Regions from separate parts of the Danio rerio genome. Here region 2 is linked to region 1. The links are chromatin contacts, called in public Hi-C maps. All regions are on one chromosome and are shown on one strand. Each heading gives the region's core, a stretch centred on a gene start, on an enhancer-like site or on the middle of the called end of the contact. The rest is flanking DNA. Distances are from core to core; before and after follow the strand shown. Region 1 has its middle 9.2 kb from the start of ascl1b. Region 2 has its middle 21 kb from the start of pamr1a.

Evidence for each region. A called contact is a pair of places that touch in the nucleus more often than the background predicts.
Region 2: a contact with region 1 is called in a Hi-C map of an unstated tissue, with 3 times the contacts expected there. The contact joins two enhancer-like sites. A contact is called at or near these places in 7 of 18 Hi-C or Micro-C datasets (caudal fin, embryo and an unstated tissue) and 2 of 4 datasets of contacts at active chromatin or transcription factors (caudal fin and embryo).

Annotation. Positions count from the first base shown.
Region 1 is chr7:51,563,103-51,565,802 of GRCz12tu, forward strand. No RefSeq gene overlaps it. Among named protein-coding and RNA genes, the nearest start is that of ascl1b, 9.2 kb to the left of the region's middle. Within about 2 kb of position 1,384, at least 8 of the 62 cell types and tissues checked have an H3K27ac peak or open chromatin away from gene starts, as enhancers often do.
Region 2 is chr7:51,617,682-51,620,381 of GRCz12tu, forward strand. No RefSeq gene overlaps it. Among named protein-coding and RNA genes, the nearest start is that of pamr1a, 21 kb to the right of the region's middle. Within about 2 kb of position 1,325, at least 19 of the 62 cell types and tissues checked have an H3K27ac peak or open chromatin away from gene starts, as enhancers often do.

The DNA.
Region 1 (2,700 bases), core at 134-2,633:
AATGTCATAAGATTCCTTTTACAGCATCGATGTTGTAACGTAATAAAATACATTCAGTTAAACAGACTTAAGCATTCATTTAGTTGTTCAAGCCTAAAGTGAGATAAACGACTGACTAACCACTAGCACCATCAGTAGCAGCAAGCGAGCGCAGAAACTCCATTGAATATACTGGGGTAAAATAAACTGTCATATTTTAAAAACATGGCGAGGGAAAAATAGAAATCAATGTAGTGCTTCTTGTCCGGTCTGAGACCCACTTTATATGGATTATTAATCAGGCAGTGAAAAATCGCTGATCTTTTAAGAAATCTGACCTTAAACGTGGCAATTTTATAATGAAAAGATAGTTCACTAAAAGCCCTGAGGCAGGCTGGCTGAAATTAAAAGTCTGTGTGAATACCTCATTGACTTCAATAGTGTTTTTCTCCTACTATGAGATTTGATGACATTCCCAGCAACAAACATTCACATAACGGAGACCAAATATTCCTTTTTAGGTGAACTATCCCTTTATGGCATTGGTGGGCCGATGTCCTGCATAGTTTACCTCCAACTTCCTCTAACACACCCCCCTGGAAGTTTCTAGTATACCTAGAAAAAGCTTTACTAGCTGGTTCAGATGTGTTTAATTGGGGCTGGAACCGATATATGCAGGACACCGGCCCTCCAGGACCGTTTTTGGACACCCCTGCTTCAAGGGATCTTTGCAAACAACTATATTTTGATTGTAATTGTCCTCACAACCTGTCAAACTCTGTGTTATTTGTTTATGTTCTATCAAAAACAACAGCTTCTGCTTTCCACGTTAATCGCGCAGCCAAATCCTAAGATACAATATTGTGGTCTCGGATTTCATGCCTCACAATGACACGATCCCCTTTATGCTTCATGAAAAAGTCCTTTCTCCACCTTTTTTCTTTCTGCTAGTGGTTGTTTATCTGTCTCTGGGCTCATGATTGTGTGCAGTCAGGTTGATTTAGGCTGTCTGGCTCTGCATGCTAAACGCTGTCTTAAATTGCCCTGCACCCTCCGCACACACTCCTCCTCACACACACACAATAGTCACCCGTCTCGGCCGAGGGCCAAAGCGACCCCCCTAAAAAACTTCACCGCACACCAAAACAAACCCCAACTGTATACTGCTCATCTAAAAGAGAGAGTGTGTTTCACTCCACGTTCGAGTCTTCTTTTAAGTGGAATTTTCATCTCAGATGTTTGAAAGTCAGAGATGAGGGAAAGATTAGTCCTGTAATGTACGACGCTTAAACAAACAGAGATTTGGCCAACCTGTGTGTGTGGTCAGTGAGTATTTTCTGCGCCGGGGCCTTGTAAGCAAATACGCTCCTGAAGTTCCTATATCTCTCAGCCACACTTCCATTGTTGGGAGGTGTCTCATATCTCCATGGCTTCTGCTTGTTTGAGGAGCTGCTCTGATAGAGGCCCTCTTTGTGGGTGGCTTTCTCAATTTATTCAGGCTCCTCAACGTAATCTAAATAATCAACAAGCTTTCTGGACTGGGATGGAGGCCGGTTGGCTGATTAGATGTTTGTGTTCCCGTGTTTATTTCCTGCTGATCAGCTGTGTTGTCTCATTATCTTAAGATGATTGTTATCAGAATGAGCAGGTATGACCTCACCGCTTGGCTTCAGTTCAAATGGCCTGCTGACCGGCATGTCTTCTGTGTGGGTTTCATTTACATTATAAAAATGGAAAGTTCTTTTGCTGGTGCAAAGGGATGTAAATGATTTCATGAGTGGCTGAGATGATGTTTATCTTCATCGCTGATGCTTTCATTATAAAGAATGGCTTGTGTAGTAGATTTGTTTTTAATTTTAATAAATGATTGGAGCCATTGTATGGTTATTTTAAAGTATGTTATTTTTTGCTGTTAATAAAAAATAATTTATAGCTCATCACTGTGTTAATACTTTTACTGTTAAAGCAAATTATAAAAAACTCTAATTATTAATAGAGCATTTTTTTTCTTGGGAATTGTACATAAGGAAGTACAACCCTTAAACAAATCCGAATAAGTTAGGACAATATAAAAAACGCAAATACAAAAAGGAAGTAATAGTTTCTAAATTTTTAGACAATTGTTTGCAGACAATACAACAAACATTATTATTTAATTGTGACATTAATTATTTAATGTGTTCCTCATGATTTTTATTGTTCTTTGTTTTTGTTTTTTAAATAAAATTATTCCTATTTTAGTTCTTGCAACACATTTCAAAAAAGGATTGTCGTCGCGCGCGTACTGAAGAGCGGTGTTGTCGCGCGCGTTATGATCAGAGGGGTTGTCGCGCGCATACTGTAAAGCGGGGGTTGGGGGGGTGGGGATTAGTGGATGGCGCGCGTACTCAAGAGCGGTGTTGTCGCGCGTCTACTTAAGGGTGGTGTTGGTTTGGGGGGGTGGGGGGGGGGGTGTCGCAGGGGCACTTTTGATCATTTTGGAAGGGCACTTTCTATCCAAGACTAAAAAGGTTGAGCCCTATGTGTGCACGAGCCTGATGTCAACAGATGATTGTAATTATGATTTGGTACAAAAACAGCGTTCAAGAAAGGTTTAGTCCTTTAGGAGCAAAAATGGGCAGAGGATCATGAGTTTGCCAACAAATACTGTTTTTAAAAAATGTTCCTCAAAGAAAGAGAGAAAGACATTTGGATTTTTCGCCTTCAACAGCGCAGAACAAA
Region 2 (2,700 bases), core at 75-2,574, 55 kb after region 1:
CCACCTGCCTTGTACCTTTGCCTGAACCCCGACTCTGATCCTCGCCGCCTGCCTCTGAACTCTAGCCTGCTTATCGACTCTGATACTAGCCGCCTGCCTCTGACCCATGCCTGAATACTCATCCTGTGTTTATCTGCCGCCAGCCCAACGATGATATACTGCTGTGTTTGATGTTCGCACACGCATAACATCTGTGTGCTATTTGTTATTAAACTGTGTTTAATAAAAATACTGCAAATGGATTCCTCTGTGTCAGCCACTTCATTACAACAAGAGTTATTTTATTTAGAAAAGATACTGCTTATTTTCTACTTTTGAAAACAATGAAAATAATTAATTTTGTTTCCAAAAACTTACTTGTTTTCCTTTTTTTTAATAAAAAAAAATGATTGCTGGATTTAGGCAATGTGTGTTTTAAATTTAAAGTTTCAATGTTGATGTTCAATAAATAAACATATACTGTATAGTAAATAGTGTGTCTATCTAAAAAGAAAGGTTTTACAAAATCATAAAGCCCCACAACTATTTTTGTCACTGATCATTTTCTTATGACTGAAGACTAGCAATAAAAACCGCTGAAGATTCATCTTTGTCAACACAGAGTCAATTAAATTCAACAATATTTTAAAAACATCCATTTATATTTTTATATTTCATGATGTTACACTATTTACTGTATTTTTAACCAAATAAAAGCAGTCTTGGTGAGCAAAAGAGACACAACATCACAAGAACATCTCACTTTCCCTACACTTTTGAATGACAGTCAATGTATATATTAACCATTGCGTTTTTACTATGTCTGAATCAACCTGGCTGTACTACTGTAGCTCTTACACACACACAATTTAGAAAGAACTGCTGAACATCGGCTTTTTTTACAGTGTAATTTACACTTCAATTGCTGCAAGTCACTGCACTTTATATCTCCAAAAAAAATGTCACTGTAGTAAAGAAGCTGAATGATGGATCCTCTTGATCTCACCTTGTGGGTCTCTCAAATTTCAATACCAATCCCTCATTTAATTGGTAACAATCAACAAAAACAAAACACTGCCTCAAGTGGGACAGCATCACAATAACTTTCACATCGTGTCAACAAAAAAACCCCTCTTTTCATGCAAAAGTCAAAAAGAATCTCGAATCTAAGACCCTCCAACATCAATGCATCACTTTTGTGGACATTTTGGATGCGGCAAAAGACGGGCCACTTCGCCTGTGAATGGACACCAGTTTATTGTTGTGGTATCAGCGCAATGGGGGGCAGGCCGTCCCAACCCCTCACACAAGAGGTGCTGCTGGTGACCGGAGAGAAGAGGGCTGGTGAAGGCGGTCCAGCGCCTCAAAAAACCAGACACTCCCTCTTTTTTCTCTGTTCCTGCCCTGCTTGCATTGTGCAGGAGGCCCGGTTGGGACAGGACAAAAGAGAGAGGCGCGGGCCGGGAGCTTCGGGGCTGCGTGTGAAGGTGTTTGGAGTGTGTGCGAGCCGCTCTTGTTTTGGGCTATAGGGGAGGGGTGTCAGTGTGACGGATGGGTTGGCGCTTTTGTGGATGGTGGTGGTGTGTGTGTGTGTGTGTGTGTGTGTGAATAGGGACGTGATGCCTCCCGCTTGCTGAGTTTTTGGGAGCCCGAGGCTGGGTTGGGAAGGGTGTAATGGGGGATTTGATTAAGGAATAGACGGGCAGAAAAAAAAAAAAAAACTTTCAGGCTTTTTTGGATGAAGGCGAGAGCACAATGAGATGGAGTGAGGGTGCAGGGATGGGTGATATTAGTGTGAGGCACCGCATTAACAGCCTGCTGTGATGGGAATATAAAGACAATGTTTACAACTGAAGTTTACTCTCATGTTTTGAAGGAAAGGATGGCAGGAAGACAACAAGATATTGTTCAGAAAAGAAAAGGAAGAGCTGAGGAGATATACAGCTAAAAACAAAACTATTAGCCCTCTTGTAAAATTTGAATTCTTTGTGAAAGTGCTGTTTAATGGAGAAAAGATTTTATTTAAACATTATAGTTTTAATAACTCATTTCTTATAACTAATTAGTTACTTTAGTGTTTGCCATGATGACAGTACACAATATTTCACTGGTTATTTTACAGGATACTAGTATTTAGCTTAAAGTGTAAAGGCTTAACTAGGCAAGTGAGGTTAATTAGGCATGTCGATGGACAACTAAGGGGGATAATAATATTGACCATAATTTTATTTTATTTCATTATTAAAAAATGATTTTATTCCAGCCAAGACTTTGGAAAATATATATAGCATACACTGTGAATATTCCCTTGCTCTGGTAAACAACACATGGAAAATATTTGAAAAATAATAAAAATGTCACAGGAGGGCTAATGATTTTGATTTCAACAGTAAATTTAGATCATTTTAGTCTGATTTAGAGATTAAAAGAGGCTTTAGTTACATCAAAATGTTATTTTTTATTCAAAAACAACAGTAATTTTACAATAAGGCTGCATTAGTTAAAATAAGGTATTTAATAACTTGAACATTAAACAATACATTACAGTATTTATTATTTTTTTTTGTTAATGTTAGTTAATGAAAATAAATTTGATCATTAGTTAATTAGTGAATTAACCAATTATACTAAGTACAACATTGTATTTTAATAGTAAAAGCTGAACTGTAATTAATTTATGCTGTAGCAAATACATTAACTAGCTTTAACAGATGAGTTTAT